Regions from separate parts of the Hordeum vulgare genome. Here region 1 is linked to region 2. A link is a contact called in public Hi-C data. All regions are on one chromosome and are shown on one strand. Each heading gives the region's core, a stretch centred on a gene start, on an enhancer-like site or on the middle of the called end of the contact. The rest is flanking DNA. Distances are from core to core; before and after follow the strand shown. Region 1 holds the start of LOC123410003 (protein TOPLESS-RELATED PROTEIN 2). Region 2 has its middle 490 kb from the start of LOC123410003.

Region 1 (6,011 bases), core at 757-3,256, 490 kb after region 2:
GACTTTGTCCAGGCTTGTCCCTTGCTACAAAAGGGATTGGGCCACTTTGCTGCACCATTTCTACTTTTGTTACTTGTTGCTTGCTACGAATCATCTCACCACACAACTACTTGTTATCGATAATTTCAGTGCTTGCAGATTTTACCTTGCTGAAAACCACTTGTCAGATCCTTCTGCTTCTCGTTGGGTTCGACACTCTTACTTATCGAAAGGACTACGATAGACCCCCTATACTTGTGGGTCATCATGGAGCTGAATCCCCTGATGCTCAACCACCTGGCTCGCCAACGCTCTGTTCCTAAACTCATGCGAAGCAAAAACGACCAGAAAGTCTTCCGTGAAATACTTGTGAACCGAGAGTCGATGCCGAGGGATGCCTAGCTGAGCGGCAAGCGTCACCGTCGCATCCTCGCACGATACCGGCGGCCTCGCACCGCCCACATACGCAACCACCGCTAGCTGTAGAGACGCTCCAGATCATCCAAACCTGCCGACCTCTGTACAATGCACACCTCCGATGGGGCCGCCACCACCGGGAGGGAAGATGGCACGGGAAGGGGGATGGGCGCAACTGACGAGGGCGGCGCACAAAGTGCACTCTGCCTGGGCGCCAACAACCTCCGTTCCTTGCCGCGGTCCAGCCGAGGCGCCGACCTATCCCTGGAAGCCTTGGTGATGACCGCCTTGCGTAGTTCCTCCATCGAGATCGGGCTGCGCGGCCTCGTGGACTGCGAGGAGACATGCCCCGAGAGCCCGCATCAGATGCAGAGAGGATCATTGGTGCAGTCCTGGCGACGATGACCTTCCTCGAAACAACGGAAACAGAGCCCATGCAGGCCCGACGGGATCTGACGCCGCCCAGAGGAGGAAGACGACGCCGTACGGCCAGCCTCCTGCTCGCGGTGCAACGCCTTCCGGCCACGCCACATAGCTTTGCGAGACTGGCCCTTCCCCCTCCACGGGCCATCGGCCGTCGACAACTCCAACTCCTGCCTGACACCAGCGATCGACGAGGAGCGGGCAGACCCAAGTGAGCCGGACAGGCCGAGCCGAGACAACCGCTCACCATGGAACGGAGATGAGACGGACGGTGGGCTCCGCGAGCCAGACACCATGGGGTGGACGTCGCGTCCGTGCGGAGCGCGACGGAGATGTTGAACAATGATACTAAGGCTTTGTTCCTGGATCCTTTCATCATGGAGACTCTTGCAGTCCTTGAAGGTCTCAAGTTTGACAAGCTGAGAGGCTTCACACATGTGATCATGGAAACTGATTGTGTGGAGGTTGTTACACTCTGGAACACTCGCCACCATACTCGTTCGATTGTGGCGCCTATCTTAGATGAAATTGAAGAGCTAGTTAGGGATTTTATCCTGTTTGAGATTTAACATGTAACGAGGATAACAAACATTCCTACTCATCCCCGCGCTAAGCGTGCTTGCACTTTAAATGCGACGGAGTGTTGGTTTGATGATACTCGTAACTTCCTAGCGGCCAGCTTATTGACTGATTGTCCAAGAAATGCGTTTTAAGAATAAAACTCTCTGAATTGTCCGCAATTTTTTTAAAGTACAGTATAATTGTACTTCCTTCATTTCAAAATAAATGTCTCGATTTTATAGTAACTTTAATATAAAATTGTATTAAGCTTGAAACATTTTTTTTAGAGGAGTAAGTGTAAGGCCTGAAAAGATGGGCATCCTGTACCGGGTGCGGCTACCTCAAGGCTGCGTGGCTGGCCCCGTTCAAATTTCGAAACCGCGGATGCGTGAGAGGAAGAAATGAATGAGTACGAGGAAGGATGAGGTGGCAGCGAGCGAGAAATGGTTAACGGAAGTTTACCCCCTACCTGTGGCCGTGGGCCTCAGGATAGGAGTTAAGTACCCAGTTTGCCCCTGTCGCTCGTCCTCGTCAGTGGCTGCCAAGTAATAGAGCAGCGTGGTCGCGGGCTCTCATGTAAATCGGGTGGGGCTGTCTGGTTGGCTATATAAAGAGGGAGAAGGGGCGGAGTGGTTATAAAATGCGGCACCAAAAAACCAAAAGCAGACCAGGAAAATAAATACTCCCAAAGAGAGACTGGTTTTGGAGAGAGAAAGCGAAGCGGAGAGAGAGATAAGAAAAGGCAAACCCGTCCGTCGGCTAGAGCCAAGGCAAGGGGAGAAGAAGGAAGCAGCAGCAGACGACGGCGGCGGCCAAACCCTAACCTACGAGCTGCGCAGCCGAGGGAGCGTGCGCCGCCGGATTTCACCGCTCGGCGCCAGTAGCTGCAGATCCGCCGGAATCGTGGGAGATCCCGCCGAGATGGGTCCGCGTCGGCTGTGAGCTCGCTCCCGCCGTCCGTTTCGCCTCCGGGGTTTTCGTCCTGCTAGGGCTCTGCTCGTTGGGTGTTCGGTGCGTTTTCTTCGCCGGTGTGTGTGTGTGTGTGTGTGGGGGGGGTCGGTTGGGGCCCTCTGCGCTGCTTTCTACGGAGATTTGGGAGGGGATCTGCCGCGAAGGCGGGAGTCCTCCCTCGTCGTGAGCGCTGGAGACGCAGGGCGGGATCGGGGGAGCCATGTCGTCTCTCAGCAGGGAGCTGGTCTTTCTCATCCTGCAGTTCCTCGATGAGGAAAAGTTTAAGGAGACGGTGCACAAGTAAGTGTGTCGTCTCGTCCGGTTGATCAAGAGGAAGTTTTGGAGCTATCTGAGTTGTTGAAGCATGTTTTTTTTTAACCCACGCCCATTTTGGTCGCGCAGGTTGGAGCAGGAATCGGGCTTCTACTTCAACATGAAGCACTTCGAGGACCTGGTCCAGGGTGGGGAGTGGGACGAGGTAGAGAGGTACCTCAGCGGCTTCACCAAGGTGGAGGACAACCGCTACTCCATGAAGATATTCTTTGAGATCCGCAAGCAGAAGTACCTTGAAGCCCTCGACAGGTAACTCGTATTGAAGCCTCTCCTCTCCTGCTCATTTGCTTCAGGATCAACAGCGATTTGCAGGCGCTCAACTCGGTTGCCTTTTGCAGGCATGATCGGGCCAAGGCAGTGGAGATACTCGTCAAGGATTTGAAGGTGTTTGCCTCCTTCAACGAGGAGCTGTTCAAGGAGATAACGCAGCTGCTGACTCTGGATAATTTCAGGTGCGGTGCTAATGGTTCGTTTGGAGCATCTTCGTATAGCAGACAGAATGCATGTGCATTGCGCTAATGTGGATGTAATTGTGTCTAAATCACAAACAGGCAAAATGAGCAGCTGTCCAAATATGGGGATACAAAGTCAGCTCGGAATATCATGCTCATGGAGCTTAAGAAGCTTATCGAGGCAAACCCTCTGTTCCGAGACAAGCTTAATTTCCCTCCATTTAAAGCCTCAAGACTGCGCACGTTGATCAATCAAAGGTGTTTGATTAATTTTATTTATTGCATGCATTTAATTCCATGTTACTATTTTTTCTCCAGAGGGATGGGATCTGTTTGAACAATCTGTACTATTATTTCTTGAGCAAGTAAAATTTGACGTGAGTAAGATTCTGTGTAAATTTGTATATAGCATAGCAGGCCATCCCATGTTTTTCTTAATGGTACTTATAAGATTAGAAATGAGCTGTCACAAAGCTGCTATACTGGGAGGGTTCCCATTTCTTTTTCTGTTCTCTTCTGGCTGTGTTTCCATCTTTCCTTAAAATGATGGATGAGTAAAGACAAAGAGGTGTGCAGTCTTTATACGGAAACAAACTCGAAGTTTAGCACTTTCACGATGTATGAGGGGTATTTATGATTCTTGATTGTCAATGGTCATGCTCGAACCAATTAGTTCGGAAATTAAGAGGATGGCTGTGTAAAAGGGAAACAGATTTAGCATTGTCTAGTGCTTTACCAAATCCCGGTTGTACTTGTGAAGAGGGAGTTGTCCTGTCCATTTCATAAATGTTGTCAATACTTACTTTGGACATTTGATTGCTTGAACTTTAGGGCTTGACTATTCGTAAGTTGCCTGAATATTTATGGCATGCACATTTCTAAGCCTTTGGATCAACATCCAAACCCTCTTATCTCATGCCACTCCAGATACAACATACAACAACAAACAACAACAACAAAGCCTTTAGTCCCAAACAAGTTGGGGTAGGCTAGAGGTGAAACCCATAAGATCTCGCGGCCAACTCATGGTTCTGGCACATGGATAGCAAGCTTCCACGCACCCCTGTCCATAGCTAGTTCTTTGGTGATGCTCCAATCCTTTAGATCTCTCTTTACAGACTCTTCCCATGTCAAGTTCGGTCTACCCCGACCTCTCTTGACATTATCAGCATGCTACGCCCGCTATGCGCTGGGGCTTCTAGAAGCCTGCGCTGAATATGCCCAAACCATCTCAGACGATGTTGGACAAGCTTCTCTTCAATTGGCGCTACCCCAACTCTATCTCGTATATCATCAATCCAGATTCAGTCCTTCCTTGTGTGGCCACACATCCATCTCAACATGCGCATCTCCGCCACACCTAGCTGTTGCAGATGTCGCCTTTTAGTTGGCCAACACTCAGGCCATACAACTTGTGGGTCGAATTGCCGTCCTATAGAACTTGCCTTTTAGCTTTTGTGGCACCCTCTTGTCACAGAGAACGCCAGAAGCTTGGCGCCACTTCATCCATCCGACTTCAATTCGATGGTTCACATCTTCATCCGATATCCCCATGCTTCTGCAACATTGACCCCAAATAACGGAAGATGTCCTTCTGAGGTACCACCTGCCCATCAAGGCTAACCCCCCCTCCTCGTGCTTAGTAGTACTGAAAGCACACCTCATGTACTCGGTCTTAGTCCTACTAAGTCTAAAACCTTTCGATTCCAAGGTTTGCCTCCATAACTCCAACTTCCTATTTTCCCCCGTCCGACTATCATCGACTAGCACCACATCGTCCGCAAAGAGCATACACCATGGGATATCTCCTTGTATATCCCTTGTGACCTCATCCATCACCAAGGCAAAAAGATAAGGGCTCAAAGCTGACCTCTGATGCAGTCCTATCTTAATCGGGAAGTCATCAGTGTCGTCATCACTTGTTCAAACACTTGTCACAACGTTATCGTACATGTCCTTGATGAGGGTAATGTACTTTGCTGGGACTTCGTGTTTCTCCAAGGCCCACCACATAACATTCCGTGGTATCTTATCATAGGCCTTCTCCAAGTCAATGAACACCATATGCAAGTCCTTCTTTTGCTCCCTATCTCTCCATAAGTTGTCGTACCAAGAAAATGGCTTCCATGGTCGACCACCCAGGCATGAAACCAAACTGATTTTTGGTCACGCTTAATTAGTACAACTCTGAACATCCCCCTTGTTCTTGAAGATTGGTACTAATATACTCCGTCTCCATTCTTCTGGCATCTTGTTTGCTCGAAAAATGAGGTTGAAAAGTTTGGTTAGCCATACTATCGATATGTCCCCGAGGCCTCTCCACACCTCAATGGGGATACAATCAGGGCCCATCACCTTGCCTCCTTTCATCCTCTTTAAAGCCTCCTTGACCTCCGACTCCTGGATTCGCTGCACAAAACACCTGCTAGTATCATCAAAGGAGTTGTCCAGATCAATGGTAGAGCTCTCACTCTCCCCATTGAACAGCTTGTCAAAGTACTCCCGCCATCTATGCTTAATCTCCTCATTCTTCACCAGGAGTTGATCTGCTCTGTCCTTGATGCACTTGATTTGGTGAACATCCCTCGTCTTCCTCTCTTGGATCTTGGCCATCTTATAGATGTCCCTTTCGCCTTCCTTCGTGTCTAACCGTTGGTAGAGGTCCTCATACGCCCAAACCCTTGCTTCACTCACAGCTTGCTTTGCGGCCCTCTTTGCCATCTTGTACTTCTCTATGTTGTCTACACTCCTATCCAGATATAGGCGTCTGAAACAATCTTTCTTCTCCTTAATTGCCTTCTGGACATCATCGTTCCCACCACCAGGTATCTTTAGCTTCTCTTCTACTTCCCCTGGACACTACAAACTCCTCCGAGGCCACCTTACGAATGCAAT
Region 2 (5,761 bases), core at 2,790-5,289:
TTTGCTTCAACGAAAAATAAGAAAAAGTTTTTGAAATTAATTAAGTCATGAGAAATGTGGTTTTTAATATCACACGATCGAGCATACAAGCATACAATGACAATCATGGCACTCTCAACATTAGTTTTGAAAAAGTTTTAATTAACTCACATTTTTTAATTACAGAAAAAGTGGTAGTGAAAACAGGGTGTGACAACTTTTCCTCTCAATGTTATGACAAAGGTTTTCAATATTTTTCATGCTAAACTCATTATTTGCAGTTCCCAAACAGAATTGTAAAGTTTACTCCTATCCACCATCCATAAACATACCATGGCTAGCCGAATTCACGGGTGCGCTCCAACGTGTCAATTGCCCCAGGAGTTTTGTTTAATTTAATTATGATTATGCAGGACTGGGCATCTTTTTTACCCACCTTTCTCGTGCAATGACGAGGAATAAACAACCTACTTGAGAATAACTCACTTAGCATGGAAGATACCGACCGCCTCTTTGCTACATGAGCGAGTGCACAAAATAGATGCTTGTTTGAATATTAGAGGTGGCACATGCAAATTTACGTGGAACGGCAGGGTAATACCGCATATAGGTAGGTATGGTGGAGTTTATACCATCAAAATATGGACTAGTGAAGTTTGTACCATCAAAATATGGATCTCTACGGTGGTAATTTCCCTCACAGGACGCCATACTCTCCTAGGCTGTGAAACCAATGAAATGGAGACCAAAGCTCTGATACTACTTGTAGGATCCAAAGTATGTCCAGAGGGGGTGATTACACTACTTGATCAAATAAAAAATTATCATTTTCACAATTTTAGTTGCGGGCAAGTTTTAGCAATTGTAGAAAGTCAAGCACACCCTACACATGCAAGTCTAAGAGTATAATAGTGTAAAGTAAAGACATGCATACGTAAATAGAGGGTAGGGATAGGAAGATCAACCGCAAAGATTGACATAGTGATTTTTGGCTTGGTTCCGATAGGTGGTGTGCTATTGTACGTCCACGTTGATGGAGACTTCAACCCACAAAGGGTAACGACCACGAGAGTCCACGGAGGTCTCAACCCATGAAGGGTCCATAGAGAAGCAACCTTGTCTATTCCATCATGGGTTATGTCCACAAAGGACTAGCTGCGCTCGGGGTAGATCTTCATGAAGTAGGCGATCTCCTTGCCCTTACAAACCTATTGGTTCAACTATACACAAATTCAGAGGCTCCCAAGGGACACATAACCAATCTAGGAGGCACCAATCTCCAAAAGTTAACAGATGTGGTAGTATGATGAAGTCCTTGCTCTCGTGCTTTCAAATATAGTCTCCTCAACACTCAATCACTCTCTCATGGATTTGGCTTGGGTGGAAGCAATTTATTGGGTGGAGAGAAACTTAGGGAGGCTAGAAATCAAGATCCATATAGTAGGATCGAAATATCTTGATCTCAACACATGAGTAGGTGGCTCTCTCTCTCAGAAAATGGATGGGGCAAGTGTTGGTTCATTCTGAATTATTCCTCTATGAATGAGAGGCAGGTTGAGTAATATATATAGGCATCTCAAAAAATCCAACTACTACAACATCAATGCCCAACTCGGTGAAACCAAAGTAAAAACCCGGTTGCACCAACTAGTGCAAAATGTGGCAACTTTACACTTTTCGCTGAGACTGATATATAAATCTCGGAGGGTCCAATTTTGGCAAGCCTAGGTAGTTACCAAACCCGGTAGCACCGATTTGCAAAACTTAGAGATTTTGATTTTAGCAAACGGCTATCCACAGAGTTGGTCGCTATTTTTTGGTTAGACTGACACCAAACTTGGTGGTACCTGGATGTTATTGTTTGGCATAGGATCTGTCTAGGGTAAAACTTGGTAGTGCGAAATATTAGTGGCACCAAAATTGACTTTGGGGTTTGGAAAAAATATTTGTGTGAGATTTTCACGAGTATTTTTGGTGGCTAATCTCTAAGCACTTGAGAAACTAGATCATCATAGACACCTCATCATGAATATTTGGGGTTTGGAAAGAATATGTGTTGAGTATTTCATGAATAGTATTGGCTTTCCTATGGACTCAAATGTGATTTCTCACAAAAAGTAAAATATAGAGTGTTGAAGCTTGTTTCCAATAGATGTTCCTTGCATCTAGGGAATCTCGTCAGAATCCTTAGCTAATTCATCATTGAAATTTTCCTGAAATACACTGGACAAAATGATTAGTCCAATGGCATATATGTTGTTATTAATGACCAAAGCCACCTAGGGAGAAGTTGTGCTTTCAGTGGGCTATGAGCCGACTGCACTATGTCTGCCCAAACGGACTTGTTGTGTATGTGATGGTGTGATTGTGACATCATGGAGTTTTGCTGCAGGGCAGTATTCAGCAGAGTCTGGATCTGCCGAATGCCTTCCCCAGCCGTAGAGTCAGACGGCCGAATAGAATTAGCAATACGAGTGGCTACAACCAAGTTCTCCAACGGTTGAGGCATCATAGGGATGTTACGTGGTTGGTCGTTCAAAAACAATCGCATGCGATTGCGGCTGGAGCTAGGATGCTCCATTGTCGCGTGATCGTTGAGTGACTACTGGAGTGGGTCGAGCCGCTCACACTCAGCCTAAGTGGCTTGGCGCATGGGCTCCAAGGCTATCTCCTCTAGGGTAGTCCCGGTGATGGGGGTGAGAAGGACTTGATTGTTCCTTCACCTAATCTCTTTCAATGCTCCCAAGATGAGGGGTTGGGGAATGTAGGCGTCGGTGTTGACGTTGTCGCGGCCGCCTTTATCTCACCGGCGGGAGCTACCCGCAGATACACAGGAGGCACCCTGGTTGTGTCGTCCATTAGTATTTCTGTAGCGTTTCCGGTGCTCCTCCACTAGGTATCGCCGAAAGACTCATCGGCCGAGGAGGGGAACAAGCTGAGGGTGGGCTCATTGGAGTCAAGCATGGCCACCTGTCCCATCGTGGCTTGAATAGCCACAGTGTTCTTGGGCCAGCGCTGAAGCCAAGAGCACCCGGAGCGCTTGCGACGGACTGCAACGGGATGAGGGGACCCGAATGGTATGGAACCGACGACTGCCTCAGAAGGACTCCATATGTCACCACCCTGAAATGTGTCGCGCCAGAGGTGGGTAGCGCTTCTTGTAGCCACGCCAAATCATCGGCGGTGAAGTCGAGGGAACCAAAGAGGATCTCTCTTTTGAGTGTCATCATGATGACCGGGAAAGGTTGAATCTCCACCTGTGTCGGAATTTTCTTGACGGACAGCCCCATGGTGGGCGCCAACTATGAGAGAATGAGTCTGACAATAGTAACAGATGTACGAATGAGAGGGCGGAGCATAGTGTAACATCCCAAGTGCAATACTTGTAGTAATTCAATGCGTGGACCTTCCATGTTATGCCTCATGAGGTTTGAGTTAATAAATTTGCTTCATGACATTCATTTGTGCATCATGGCATCATGTCATTCATTCCTATTGTTGCATCATGATATGTTGACTGAGTGTGTGATGTAGTGATTGAGTACATTGCATAAAAATGTGTTACTTCTTGTGTGGAAGACCATCCCTACAAATCTTTGGAAATACCCCATCTGTCTTTAATTCAAGTTATTGTTATATGGTGAACTTTTGCTTTGTCCAACACCTTATTAAAAATGTTGGTAAGACTTTCATCATTCTGGTTGTATTTTAGAAATAATTCTCAGGCTTGTTCTATTTTTATGCTATTTTTTAAACCTTGCAAAACAGATTTAAATGGTCCGAAGGGGCATTTAAATTTCTGTCTACAAAATTACCCAAACCAATTTAATGAAAAAGGTCATATTTTTGTGAGTGCAAAACATATTTTCTTTCATCCCTAGACGTCCGTCTCTTTTCTCTGGCATTTTTTGCTATCTCCTGTTTTTAATAAAAGAAAACCTTTTCTTTTCTCCTGAGAGAGAGAGAGCCAGCGCTCGTGGGCCTCTCCTCCCCTCTTGGCCAGCGCCCCAGCGCGCAGCAGCAAACCCCGCACGGCTCAGCCAGCTAGCACCAGCAGTAGCCCAACGAAGCCAGCGGCCCAGCCAGCTCCGGCTCACGCATCTTGTCCCTCCCACTATACGACAGCTCATCTAGAGAGAGACGTCGACCACCTCCCTGAATTAACGGCCGTCTGGCGTCCCTAGTCCCTATAAAACATGCCTAGACCTACCCCCATCCTCCCGCATTCCGTTCTTTCACTATCCTCTCATCGCCGCCGCCATGTAAGCCGCTCCAAGCTCTCATCGTCGCCGCGCCCTCGATGCTCCAACCGAGCGCAAGCTCGCGCTCGGGGTGACTTCTCCGCCGCGTTTTGAAGCCTCTGGTGCCGCGGGAAGGAGCCCTCGTAGCACCCTCTGCTTCCTCGATGTCCCGAGGAGCTCCAAGGCAGAGATCAGGCTCGACCCTGAGCCCATCTTCCTCTACTTCACAATCCAGGGAGCTCACCGCGCGCCGTCGTTAGATATATCAACTCCAGCCCGTCCCCAGCATCACCTGCATGTCTAGTGGACACTAGGTGAGCAGCAGCCATCCCGTGTTCCTTCACATCGTCCTGCGTTCCTCGTAGGTGCCTCTATGTTCGTTCCACTTCCGTGCTACCGATGCTCTACCAAGCTCATGTTTTGTGTGTGTTGTGTTAGTGTCGGCAATGCACCCGTGCCCTCCGCGTCGGATCTCTCAACCCCACGCACGCCAGGGCTTGTGCACTAGCGCGCGCCCTCACCTACGCTCGCCTAGCTTGCCTTACCTCGCCGCACAACGCCATGACCCAAGCGAAGCCGAAGCTCGATCTCGAACCCCTAGCTTAGATCCACCTCGCCGCCAGGCAAAGGCGGCAATGGGACTGCCATTTGTTCCGATGGCCCGATGTTGGTCGCCAGCTCCAGTGGTAGCCCGAATGCTCATCGGCGACACTGTCGTTCTCCCTGCCATAGGGAAGAAGAAGGCCGAGCGCGTGGTTTGGTAAAAAGGGTCGATCCCCTCTGTTACCAAGAGTCACGCCCTTGCCCATCTGGTCCGACAAAGCCCACCCGATCGGGAGGTCTTGGGTTCGAATTCCCTTTCACCCGTTTATTCATCCCTTTTTCTGATTTGTGATTTGTTAAGCCTATGACAATGGACCCTATAACCCACTCAGGGGCTCTGGTGTCACTTCTAGTTGGACCCCTGACTCCTCGTTGATTGTATTGATTTCCTTCCAAGCTTAAAGAGTGATGTAGCTCAACGACGGCAAGTACTTTCCTCGATTATGAAACCAAGGTATCAATCGAGTAGGAATATCCACAAGACTATGTAAGCAGCACGTGTACACAAATAACAAATCCTCGCAACCCAATGCATGTAGAGGTTGTCAAATGCTCGTGGTTGAAATAAAACGGTAAAATGATATATTGATAGATGCAAATAAAGTAATGGTAAATAAAACACAACAAGGTATTTTTGGTTTTTTGATAATATAGATCTGAAAGTAAAAGACAAAATAAACTACAAACACGAATAGCAAAATAGATCTTCCAAATATATGATGTAGAATAAACCAGGGGGTCGTAGGTTTCACTAGTGGCTTCTCTTGAGAAAATAGAAAATGATGGATAGACAAATTATTGTTGGGGAATTGATAGAAGAGCGAATAATTATGACGTTATTCAAGACAATGATCATGTATATAGGCATCACGTCCAAGACAACTAGACCGACTCCTTCCTGCATCTACTACTATTAGTCCACGCACCCACCGCTATCC

Evidence for each region. Hi-C and Micro-C count contacts between places; a contact is called where the count stands out from the background.
Region 1: a Hi-C map of leaf shows a contact between it and region 2, with 2.4 times the contacts expected there. The contact joins the promoter of LOC123410003 here to the enhancer-like site in region 2. A contact is called at or near these places in 2 of 6 Hi-C or Micro-C datasets (leaf and seedling).

Annotation. Positions count from the first base shown.
Region 1 is chr7H:334,828,742-334,834,752 of MorexV3_pseudomolecules_assembly, forward strand. LOC123410003 (protein TOPLESS-RELATED PROTEIN 2) reads left to right here and starts at 2,007. Exons shown (of 25, transcript XM_045102872.1): 1 at 2,007-2,631; 2 at 2,734-2,913; 3 at 3,003-3,116; 4 at 3,216-3,374. The coding sequence starts at 2,552.
Region 2 is chr7H:334,337,497-334,343,257 of MorexV3_pseudomolecules_assembly, forward strand. No RefSeq gene overlaps it. Among protein-coding and RNA genes, the nearest start is that of LOC123410003, 490 kb to the right of the region's middle. Within about 2 kb of position 4,040, at least 3 of the 3 cell types and tissues checked have open chromatin away from gene starts, as enhancers often do. A contact at or near this core is called in leaf and seedling, where this site is marked.